3 separate regions of the Mus musculus genome follow, and regions 1 and 3 are each linked to region 2. A link is a contact called in public ChIA-PET and HiChIP or PLAC-seq data. All regions are on one chromosome and are shown on one strand. Each heading gives the region's core, a stretch centred on a gene start, on an enhancer-like site or on the middle of the called end of the contact. The rest is flanking DNA. Distances are from core to core; before and after follow the strand shown.

Region 1 (4,171 bases), core at 910-3,409, 370 kb before region 2:
TTCAGGGTGGATGGAATCTTATTTTTTAATTTGATATCTAGTGCCTTAGGAAGCAGCATCCATAAAATTTGCTTCCCTGTTCCACAGGGAAGCTCTGCTTTGTATCCTGCAATGTAGGGCTGAACCAGAACTCTGGTCTTTAAAGTAGTTTTCTTTCCAAAGATTGTAAAGGGCCAGGGTGATGGTCAATATTGCCTCATTTGGTCCTGTGTGTGAAAGGGTATCTAGGTTGGCTTAGTTGAAGTGTGACAACAGTGCCATCCTATGGGCTGGTGCCTTGGGCTGAATAAAAAGGCGAAAACAAGTGCAGTAAGTACCAGCATTCATCCCCCTCTTCTTTCTTCTGGACTACACACACAATGTGACCAGCTGCTGTTGTCTCGCACTCCTGGGCCATGACCATCTCTTCCCTCAAACACTGTGCCACATTGAACCCTTCCATTCTTTTTTTTTTTTTTTTCCATTTTTTATTAGGTATTTAACTCATTTACATTTCCAATGCTATACCAAAAGTCCCCCATATCCACCCACCCCCACTCCCCTGCCCACCCACTCCCCCTTTTTGGCCCTGGTATTCCCCTGTACTGGGGCATATAAAGTTTGCAAGTCCAATGGGCCTCTCTTTCCAGTGATGGCCGACTAGGCCATCTTTTGATATATATGCAGCTAGAGTCAAGAGCTCCGGGGTACTGGTTAGCTCATAATGTTGTTCCACCTATAGGGTTGCAGATCCCTTTAGCTCCTTGGCTACTTTCTCTAGCTCCTCCATTGGGAGCCCTATGATCCATCCATTAGCTGACTGTGAGCATCCACTTCTGTGTTTGCTGGGCCCCGGCATAGTGAACCCTTCCATTCTTAAGTTGAACTTGTCTGGTATCTTGTTACAGCAAGGAGAAAAGTGACAACACAGGGACCACAGTTGAATTTCACTGCAGTAGTAACAGGGGGTCTTATCCTATATAAAATTCCAACTTCATGGCTGACCATGACATTGGCCTTATTCTTACTCTCTTCTTCCAACTTTAGAGAGCAGAAACTTGCTGTGTTCCACTTTAGCCTCCCCCTGTTGATTATAAGTGTGGCATTGTACAGGCATCCCAGGCTCTGAAAATAAAGCCATAAGTGTTCTGTAGGAGGACCTACTGGTCACAGCAGGTCCACAAAGTCAACAAAACATTCAGAGGAAGGAATTTTTTAATTAAACTTCCACACCATCCAATGATGACCTCTTCCTACTCCTCCCCATGGTTTCCCGGGGTTCCCACCTTCTTGACTCATTTGGGAGCAAAATCAAATGAAGTCAGCATTTTCTTTTGGCCATCAAGTTCAACTGGGTCACTGGCCTGGCTCACTAGACAGTGCCTGCCCAGTCTCATCTCAGGGCAGCCCCTGCCTGCTGTGATGTTGTCTTAGTTTCCTTTTGATCCAGTTTTCACCTCCCATCAGAATGTATCACAGTGACTACCTCTCTTGAGAATGTGGCAGTCCTTATTCTTTAGTCTCTCGTGCCCCCTGAGGATAACAGTGTTTAGACCCTGCTCTTATCTTACTCTAATTCAGTTGAAATTCACTGAATGTCTACTATGAGTTGCACAATGAATTACTCCTGACATTATAGGTCAAAAGAAAAAAATAAGACTCATAAAATCTATGACTAAAATTACAAAAGTAGGTACTGCCAAGGAGGAGTACAGCTACTTTCTTGGCACAGGAATCTTCTTGTGGCAGGAGACTGTGATTGGGAGTCCAATTTAAGCTACATAAGAAGATCCATCCTCAAAAACCTCAAAACTCTAACAAAACCAACTGTAGCATGAGACATTTCCTGGGGAGACAGGTTACACGCATGTCCTTCACACCCCAGATAGGAAACCACAACAGACCAATTCTAAGTAACAAACAATTCTAAGTCAAACTTGTGAACCAATGAGCTTATTAGAGTAACTTACAGGAGTCTGTGTGAGGATCTGCTTACAAGCTCATGCATGGAGAGCTACTTATGGGAGTATGCATGAAGAACTACTTACTGCAGTATGTCCGAGGAGCTACTTACAGCAGTATGTGTGAGGAGCTGCATACAGGAGTATACACGAGGAGCTGCTACAAGAATAGGAGCAACTAAAAAAAAACAACTACATCAGTGAAAACCCTGCCGCAAGGCTAGCGATGAGTCACAAAAGTTTCAGCCTTGAGGTTCTCTGTGCCATTTGCAGGCAGGCAGCTAGATAGAGAGGGTCCTTTAGACAGCTAGGCTTTCCCTAGCGGCTGCCTCCGCTCCAGGTGACTACTAGCTCCATCATCTTAGGGAGGGACCCTGGACATCTTAGAAGCTTCTGTCACCCTAAGGTAGTTTCCATGAGTGGAAAAGCTGACAAGTTGGTTAACTGAATTATTGGAAGAGAATAGTAATAATAGTAATTCATTTTGAGTGTCTGTGTGTACTTTTTTTTTAGTACATCTTTGAGTTTGTGTTTGGCAAGACATATTGCTGCAGAGATTTTACTCAGCCATGGTGTGAATGCAAAGCTCAAGAAGGCAAAGGAATACATGCTTTCCGAGTACATATATATATGTGTGTGTGTGTGTGTGTCTATACATATATATATATATATATATATATATATATATATACACATGTGTGTATTATACAATATATATCAATAACATATATAATTATAATGTATATATTAACATATCCATAATATAATCTTCAGCCTATCTAATGCTTCCTATCCACATAGCCTATACCACTGTCTATTTTTCTAGAGTTCTAAATACTAAAATAGCACCAGCCCTGTACATATCACATCATAGACAGAGACATCAGTCACCTTCACCTACCACTTATCGTTCATAAACTTCAACTGAGGAAAAACAAAGCAATCGGCTTCTACCTTAGGAATGCCCAGTGAGTTAGGAAGCTCATCTTTACTTTCCAGAGCTTTATAGTTGCCCTTGAGTGCTTGAACACCGACCATTAGATGGAATGATTTTAAGTGAGAATGGCTTGTGAAGTAAAATAGAGATGCCATAAATCTCTAAAAACCCTCTTAAGATCTCCCTAAGGAAAGTCAGCTTAGCATATCATAATACATGCTGTCTCCTGCTGCATATTTTGGAGCAATCTTTGAATGCCTGCTGTTCCTGTCATTAATTCATTTTACTTAGAGATTTTTGAACATCAAAGCAACAAAACTCAATTCAGTAGACCACTGAGGAAATGGAATATTCTGGTCAATTTAAGTATCTGGGTTAAAAAAATAAACCTTCTGTTTCTGGATGATTTCTGGTCTCTGTGTCTAAATAATTCTGTTGCATTTGACTTTATGTTGAAAGCTGTATGATATCTTGTTTTTTCAAGGCTTAGTGAAGATTCCTCGCAGCTGTATTAATTACTTTACATCATTGGAAATAAGAAAGGCGGTTACCAGAAACATTGGTTCTCATGCTGTGTAAATGTAGGTCAGATGTGATGTTCTTTCCCCTGGCTGTGACACTTAACTGTCCTTGTTAGAAAACTTTGGTCTTTCTCTTTCTTCTAAAAACTTGATGCAAAAACAAACAAAAAAGGCAATCAGTGATAGCAATGTTAGAATCGTAAACGATACAGTATGAAATCGAGGCACTAGTTCATGACTACATATACATTTAGAAGGCATAGAGAGTTTAAAGAAGTAAGGTCTTGATAGTTTATCTTCAAAGAACTAGAACTTCTGGTAGATCTTAAAGTTTGTTCTACATTTTATTTACAGAACAAATAGTGAGTCAATAGGCCTTCTTATCCCTCATTGCTGATTTGACTTATGGATCTGATTCCCATTTTAATTTCAGCAAAATGATGGCAAAAGCTAGATGAAGACAGAAATAAAGCATCTCTCAATGGTTTGAATGTCTGTACTGACTCAGCATTGCAGTGCAATGTTCAGTGTGGGAGAAAAGAACAAAGGACAGATCAGTTGTAAACACTTTTATCCTGCACAAAGTTGATGTATTTAATAATAATATGTCTTTTCAGAACTCCAAAAATGGTCACTCGGAAAGTGGAACCATTACAAAAGCCACATTTTTCTTACTGGGTGTGTTAACTGAGCAGTTTTAATCATAACCTTGTGTTGGTTCTCTCTTGTGCTCAACATGGCAAAGAACATAAACCTTTTAGGAAATTATTCGT
Region 2 (4,162 bases), core at 134-2,633:
TTTCTCATTAATGCTGGTAAAAGTTATACTTAGGATAGGTTTAGCCGGAACCCATCCTATCTTATTATTTGCTTCTTTAACCCATATCTTTTGCAATCCAAAGACCCTGCAATACAACCGGTTATCTTGGATAGACTGTCCGTGGCAGGACAATCTGATAAACTAACACAAGCGTCAGGCACTGAAGAGGACAAAGTTATTTTCTTAGTGAAACAGTTACAAAGTGGTTCTCTATCAATGCCAATTTTGCCTTTTTAACAGCTACGCATCTAGCTTGACACCATCCACCTGGTACTCAATTAGCAGGGCTTTCTTCAATCTTGTGATCTCCCAGACCAGTTTTAATGGTGCAACTCAAAACAAAATCCTTAACCACGCCCTTAATATCCCAGGCAGAGTTACCTTTTGTTTTTTGTTTTTTTTCTCTCTCTCTACCAAAGTCTGTAATTGTACGTAATTGTACTGAAAAGGTTTGCACCGCGATCCTAAGTCAACATAGCACTCTTTCCTCCAGTATCCAGGCGTTCCTATTGTCAGATGCCTTCCTCCCCAGGTTGCTGTGCTGTAGCCCGCAAGTGGCGCCCACGCTTACCTCCTTCACACCTGCAATCCCCGCTCGGGATGCTGGAGAGGATGCTGGGCAGGCTGAGACTGCTCCGGATGCTGCTCTTGCCTCTCTCCAGGGAAACTACAGACTAGGCTGAGCTGAAGCTTCTTCTGAGATTCAAGCTCCGCCTTCCCCGCCTCTAATTGGCCGAAGCTCGGGCTGCGGCTCCTCCCACTGCCATCTGCGCAGCCTAGGCGCAGAGCGGTACCCGAGGTCTCTTAGTTCCTGGTGCTCTGACCCCTTCATTTCGGACTTTCTCCCCTCTGGCATCGCACCTGGCCCTTCCTCAGGTCCTGCTTAGCTCTTTTAGCCGGCTGGTCCAGTGAACACGGGAGTGGGCTGTCCTTTGGGGGTATGGGGGTACTGTTGCTTCGGAGTAGGCGGAGCCCACCGGTCTAGCCCCTAGAGCCTTCCTCCCCGCCTACCCATGGACTCAGCCCAGCCTCCTGTCGCTTGCTACCTCTGGCCCCCCGCCCTTTTCTTTACACCCATCCGAGGGCACCTCCCATCGGTGGGCGTGGCGTTGTGGGCTATCTTCTCATTCTGATTGGTGCAGGTGAGACTCGGCCCCGCCCTCCCTCGTTTCTGGGCGCGCTCTCTCTTCATCTCCTCCCCTCCCTCAAAGACAGGGAACTCTCTTCTGATTTGCTAGAAGTGTCCCCACCTATTGCCTAAGGCGTTCTCGCACAGCCTTCTGGGAAATGTAGTCTTACTATTGCAGGAAGTGCTAACGGAAATGGAGGGCGGAACTACAAATCCCCATCGGGCCTTGCGCGACTCCTGCTGGGCAGGATTCCGGACAACGCCTGGTTCCTTTCGGGTCCTTCCGGCGTCGCCGGAGTGAATTGATCCGGGAGTTGAAGAGGGCTCCAAAGGTGGGAAGTGAAGTCCGTGCCTCAGTTGCCGGTAAGGCGAGGTTTCTCGGTTCGGGTCCGCACGGCTCCGTGGGCAGCCAGAGCGGCCTGGGGTCAGGCGGGGACCGAGGCGGAGGTGCTGAGGCTAGGCTCTGGCCGGCGGGGCGGACGGGTGGGGAGCCGGGCCTTGTGGGCGTCAGCGAGGTCTCTACGCGAGCTGCGGAAAGCTGGGTTTGTAAATGCCTCCTGCCCAGCCCGGCCCGGCGCCTCCAGGAAGTCCGCTGTGGGTTTGGGTGGAGGGGAAGGGTGAGGTCGGCCTCCCGGGTCTCCACTGACCGAGGGGGCGGATGTGGTGGGGTGAGGTCCCGGGCAGGTGAGGCTAAAGCTTGGCTAGGCCTGGAGGGAGCGTGGGTGCCCGGGAGTCGCCTCCCGGTGTGGCTGGGGTTATGCCCTTTGAGGGAAGAAGAGAGACAGTGTTGACAGTTCCGACTCAGTTCCAATTTCCTCTCTGAGGAGGTGATTCTTAACTCGGAAGGTTTGTGCCTCTTGACTCCAATACGTCAGATGGATGTATACTTCTCAAGTGCCCTCGAAGCGCTTTCACTTTGGGATGCTAATGAGACTACTGTAGAAGCAAATGACGTGCCCAAGGTCACACAGATCTTCAGAGTCTAGTCCTCCGAAAGTCCAGTTTCTGACCAGAGTTGTCGGCTTAGGAAGAAAGAGTGGGGAGGTGGGTGGTAGTACTGGAAGCAGATAGAAGAAGTTGCAAAGTAGTGTGCCTGTTTGTCAGAAACGGTTGTGAGGTGCAGAGAGTTGGTTTGTTGACGTGGAGTGGAAGCTTTGCCAAAGCATCCTCTCTAATGTTCTGTAAAACAGGAAGGATCGCTTTAGCTTAGATCTTTACCCCTTTTTCTGGGGTCTACTGAATGATAACACTCACTTTCCACACGCCATTTTTAAAGGATAGATAATATTTAGGAATAGCTCAGTGTTGCCATTAAGAGAATAGTCCTTTTCATTTCTATTTTCTTACCATTTTCAAAAACTATGGGTGAAACTTTCACAGAACTTACTTTACAGATATTCATGCTTTCATTAAGTGAAAATTAAGTGCAGAATCTTGGAGAAATTGTACCATGTTCATTACAAGAAGTGACCCTTTGGGGGGGGGGGTCAGGTTTTTACTTTTCTCTCATTTTCTTCACTCCATGTGTAGACAGTAAAACATACACTTGTATATTTTCTTTTCTTGGCATCATCAGTGAGTTTTAATTCATTCTTATTTAATGTTAATGAATGATAAAAATGATGCTTCTATATTGAATGGAAAGAACTGCAGGCTTACTATGTAAATTAAAATATAAATACATAGTATGTACTGTAAGTATATATGCTATATATTGAATGTGCTTTGCTTGCCATGATTAATATTAATTTTTTTTTAATGCAAAGCTGTTTCTGGGATCAGAAGAACCAGTCAAAATGGTCTTGTTTGAAGGGGACTTTTAAAGAAAATGGAGAGTTGTGGTACCATAAAATGAAGCAAAATCAGGAATAATGTAACACCACACGTCACAGTAAGGGAAAAGTCACTAACAAAAGGGAAATTATCTGGGATTAATTGGTTTTGAAGTGGAGTTTGAAGTGCATTAATTTGAGTGGGCCATATGTAAGTCAGTGCTGGTAAAGCAAGAATGCTAATATATTTTCTAGATGACAGTGTGGACATTTGTTGTTTGCTGGGAAAGGTATGAAATAAGTTTTAAGTGGCACACAGCTGTGTTGGTTATGGAAGGACTTTTTTAACAACAAAAAAAGTTTTGTCTTTGATTTAGTCCTACTCCAACTCTGTCTGTATCTCTGAGGCCCATCATACTGTCCTGTTTCATCGTCACTACAGTGTAAGTGCTGAGATGAACAGTGAGATGAACAGAGAAGATGATTTTGAACATCCTTCAGGCTCTAGCTAGAGCTCACAGATCGGATGTTTGCCTGTAGTGTGCAGCTCTCTTTGCCCACATTTGTTCCCTTAAAGAGCTTTGCATCAACTCTCAGACACTATCCATTGCAGGACTTTGGAGGTTTTCCTTAAAGAGCCATCTCTCTCTTAAAGAGTAGTCTGTAAGAACAGGGTCTATATATTATTTATCTTTTTAGTCTTGGTAGAATAATTGAGTGGCTAAGGGGAATGGAAAAGGAATGGCTAGGTGACTTTCCCAAGGTCATATGACCTGGAAAAGATCAGCTTATAATTAATCCATGTATTTTCACTATAGGTTTTAATATTGTGTTCAAACTTCGATTATTTTATGTAAGAAAAAGACTGACCATTACAGATGTCACTATCTCCTTATTCTGTTTAATGCTACTAATTTGTCCTCAATTTCCTGAATGTCTCCAAACTTATTCTCAGCTGTCACCTTTTTTTCTCATATAAGTTTCTTCCTGATTTGGGGACAATTTTACAAATTCCAACTTTCCACCTGTCTAGTATAAGGGAGTTTTATTTTCTTTTACAGCAAAACTTCTGTGTAACTTAGCATTTTAGAAAACCTTGCTACTGCCTTTTTAAAAAGCAAATAAGATTCATTATAACAAAATATAGATATGGAAGAAGGTTTTTATGGACTCTATTCTTCCCTTAGATTTTAACTTCAAAACAATTATTTCACTTACCTTGTAGCTAAGGACACCAAAA
Region 3 (3,670 bases), core at 942-3,441, 320 kb after region 2:
TTGTCTTGAGCAGTGAAGTGCGCTTTGATTCAGCACTAAAGGAAGTCTGGGGAACTGCACTTTTAACCCCAAGGCTCATAGTCTGTGCATCAGAAAGATGACTGCCAATTCTTCATACTTGAAGCTGCATTGTGCTCATCACCATTATATTATGCTGTGATTGCCTGGCTGGGTTCTATGTTTAGAAAAGCTCTCATGGAAAACAAGACTAAGGCAGTTTCCATGAAAAACTGTTGTAGGGTTTTACTTGCTTCTCAAACTACCAAAATGATTAATAATGTTCAAAGTGTTTTCAGCAAAGGTAAGGGTCCTGACATCAGACTTTAAGTATAGAAACAATGAGTAAAGGATTGTTAAATCATGAAGAAAATAATTATCTTTTCCTCCAGAAATTTCTAAAGTATTTTTTTCTTTTTTTCTAGAATCAATTTTGTTTATGGGAAAGGTGACAGATCCTGACATTCAAACAACGAAAGGAAGAGATTTAGATTCACTGTGAATGAAAATGATGGTCTTAGAATACAAGACACCTCCTGGAAAATGATTGATGGGTGGAATGTCATCATTCTGAAAATTTTCTAACATTTTTGTTTAAAATCATGCCTATAAAATAAGTAAAGACAGATATAAATCCTTTTTTTTGGCTTTTCTAAAGTACTCTGATATATAAAACATAATCCTACATTGTTGAAAAGTTCTAAGATAATCTGATATCAGATTTATTTGCTAGGGGCTGATAGTTCAGTTGGTAAAGTGTTTGCCTTGCAAGCATGAGATCCTAGGTTAAATTCCCAGGACTCAGGTTAAAGAGAATCAGAAGAGGAAGGAAGGTGACCAGTGAGATAGTGTATACAAATAAAGGACAATGATACAAAAACATGGAAATGTCATAAAAAACCCATCATGTTCATAATTGCTAAAAGTTTTGAGAAGCGTGATTCCTGTTCTCATTTTCTAGTAAGTTTCTGCGATAAAACACTGTGCTAAGGAATACAGCAACTCATTGAGAGAAATAAAGGCAGGAACAAGAAACAATGAATGAACACTGCTTTCTCAACAAGCCTTATAATACAGCCCAGGACTCCCTGCTGTGGAGATGGCGCTGCTTACTGTGGGTTGGGCTCTGCTATATCAAGTAGCAATCAAGAAGCTGTCTCAGAAACCTGACTGAAGCAATTCTTTACCTAGATTCCTTCTTCCTGGGTGAGTCAAGTTAACAATGAGACTAACTAGGTTAGTCTTAGGCTCTCAGATCTAATATCTGAGCCTTCAAAGAAATCAAACATTGCTAAATTTCAATAAAACTTCAGAGGTTTTAGAATTTTTACCATTTTCATGATAATTTTGGAAAGATTTTTACAGTTGTTTGTCATGACTATTTTGATAGAGAACTTAATAATAATAACTACCCACATTGAACCCTAATTATATTACAGGCAATGAAATAGGCAATCTAAGTACATTATGCTAACTATAGCCAAAATCTAGGAAATACTATTATCTTGCTTCCCAGTGGAATCTATGACTCAATGAACTTCTAGAAATTAGTTAATGGCATAAAAATAATAATACAGTGGATAAATGTGGATTCATAAGTATCTTCTCTAGAAAACTAACCCTTTGTAGAAAGGGAAAATCAATTTCTTTCTGACCTACATAGTTTTTACTTGGTACTTCCTGTAAGAAAAGTAGAATAAGAGAAGATAAGCAAGTATATTAACATATATTTTATGCATATATAGAAGAAGCCTACTGAGAAATGAATAAATTTCAAGTTTTATGATTTGAATGATAACTTCTATACAGCATCTTTGAGAAAGGACAGTTAAGTTTGGGGGAAATTGAAAGACACAGTCTTGAGTCTATAAGAGCTGGCATTATGTCAGAAGTTAGGTAAATAGTACATAGAGGCTTACTGGTAAAGTGTGTTATCCAGATATCCGTGATGCCTTCACTAGTCTGGACATGTTTAAAGCTCTCTTCTGTGATCAACAATTGTCATCCTGGTAGCAAGACAACAAGATTCCCTCTATAAATGCACTTTCTTCTAAGGTAAATTGCAGGGGAAGTAGAGAGCTTTTCTTGTGTTTGCTTCCAAGCTGTGTTTAGATAAAAATAACCCACATGATACTCAGCATGAGGAACTGAGTGCAGATCCCAGAGCCCACATGAAAAGCACAGGATGTTGCTGTGTTACTGCTGTGTTACTGTGTTACTCCGGTATTACTGTGTGACTGTGTGACTGTGTGACTGCTCTATCACTGTGGAGGATGGGTGCAGGATCATCACTGGGGCTTGATGGTCACCAGCCTAGCTCAGATTCCATGAGAGAACTTGACTCAGTAGAATAAAGTGAAGAGTGATAGAGCAGGATACCTGACATCCTCCTTTGAACTCTAGTGCATGGACAGGTACATACACATACATGTGGACATATATCATACAGATACCTACATATAAAACTCATGCTTACACATGCACAACATCACATCCATAAACATCCAAAATTAAAAAAAAAAGAAATACACTTTGTGCTTTCAGAAAGAATGGGGCTCAGTTGAGAATAGATGTTCTCTTCATTAAGAAATGGTATGTTTTCTAATTTGCCTGTATTACTGGACAATTATTGTAATCCTCTTCCAGGTTCTACATTTCAGTCTGGTATGGGATTTCATTTATTAATTTCCCAAACATTAATGGAGCTCACGCCAGCCTCCGGGCACTGTTCTGGGCCCTAGTTATAACTGGGAACAAAACTAACAAGGTCTCTGACCTCAGAGGTCAGAGGAGCTGTTGCTGGTTGCTGACAAGCAGTAAACAGGGGGCAAATACAGTAAGAAGCTGACGTGAAGTGGTGAAATGAATGTCCTTAATAAAGACAACGATTAGGAAATGAGAGACGCTTTAATAATTGAGGTGCTGTAATTAGGTGAAGCTAATTTTAAGTTCAAGAACATGTTTTTGAAAATAAAGTACGTTTGCTTTTCTTCAATAAAATTTGCTAAATGCTTATCTTTAATTCTCTACTATGGAGCCAAGTATGTTCTATGGAAGATTGATTTTTTTGTTTCTTAACTTCATTCTCTTTACTGGTGTGTTATTTGCCTTAAAAGGAGAGAATTTTAGCTGCTAAGGAAGAGAGACAACTTTTTGGTGTGCGTTCAAGCTACATAGTTCCTGCTTGACTCTGACCTGGAAGCACGGTTGGCAATTTACTTCCCAGATTAGCTCTTTCAATCTCCCCTTTCAATTGTAGTGAATTCAGTAGTTAAAGTAGCCCTACATCATGATGACTACATCTGAAATATGTAACTTTTTCTTTAAATAAATATGGACCTGGCATTAAATAAATGAATATGAAGTAATTTTCAGTGTCATAAAACTTTTTGAAAACATCAGGGTTGGGAAAGGTATGTCACCATACGTTAAATATCATTAAAATAATGCTTTTTATAAACATTACTAGATGATACATTTTTATTTAAATCATATATTGTTTCTGTCTTTAAGACAAAATATTCATTCAGCTGTGAGTATTCCAGTGGACATACTGAAATTGACTTCTATTGACACTATAGACTTTAGGGAAGATTTTAGAGGCATCTGTGATATGAGGAAGCAGGAAGTCAAATAAGGAGTAATTAATTTTGGGGGATAAGTTTATAAAATT

The links. ChIA-PET counts read pairs in DNA pulled down with a chosen protein or histone mark. HiChIP or PLAC-seq counts read pairs in DNA pulled down with a chosen protein or histone mark.
Region 1: an RNA polymerase II ChIA-PET map of memory CD8 T cells shows a contact between it and region 2, with 16 read pairs. The contact joins the enhancer-like site here to the promoter of Pdcd10 in region 2. A contact is called at or near these places in 4 of 39 promoter capture datasets (the C10 cell line, the HPC-7 cell line, cranial neural crest and 1 more), 5 of 115 datasets of contacts at active chromatin or transcription factors (effector CD8 T cells, epiblast stem cells, hepatocytes and 2 more) and 1 of 9 other capture datasets (adipose tissue).
Region 3: a contact with region 2 is called in an H3K27ac HiChIP or PLAC-seq map of regulatory T cell precursor, with 3 times the contacts expected there. The contact joins the enhancer-like site here to the promoter of Pdcd10 in region 2. A contact is called at or near these places in 4 of 39 promoter capture datasets (cranial neural crest, maxillary cranial neural crest, pre-B cells and 1 more) and 3 of 115 datasets of contacts at active chromatin or transcription factors (bone marrow-derived macrophages, embryonic stem cells and regulatory T cell precursor).

What each region holds. Positions count from the first base shown.
Region 1 is chr3:75,928,034-75,932,204 of GRCm38.p6, reverse strand. The region is part of intron 1 of Golim4 (golgi integral membrane protein 4); the gene reads left to right. Among named protein-coding and RNA genes, the nearest start is that of Golim4, 27 kb to the left of the region's middle. Within about 2 kb of position 2,159, at least 37 of the 459 cell types and tissues checked have an H3K27ac peak or open chromatin away from gene starts, as enhancers often do. A contact at or near this core is called in effector CD8 T cells, memory CD8 T cells and pancreatic cancer cells, where this site is marked.
Region 2 is chr3:75,554,073-75,558,234 of GRCm38.p6, reverse strand. Pdcd10 (programmed cell death 10) reads left to right here and starts at 1,383. Exons shown (of 8, transcript NM_019745.4): 1 at 1,383-1,513. Serpini1 (serine (or cysteine) peptidase inhibitor, clade I, member 1) reads right to left here and starts at 742. Exons shown (of 9, transcript NM_009250.3): 1 at 593-742.
Region 3 is chr3:75,239,337-75,243,006 of GRCm38.p6, reverse strand. It overlaps Serpini2 (serine (or cysteine) peptidase inhibitor, clade I, member 2), which reads left to right. Exons shown (of 9, transcript NM_026460.3): 9 at 423-650. The coding sequence ends at 499. Among named protein-coding and RNA genes, the nearest start is that of Serpini2, 29 kb to the left of the region's middle. Within about 2 kb of position 2,191, at least 8 of the 459 cell types and tissues checked have an H3K27ac peak or open chromatin away from gene starts, as enhancers often do. A contact at or near this core is called in regulatory T cell precursor, where this site is marked.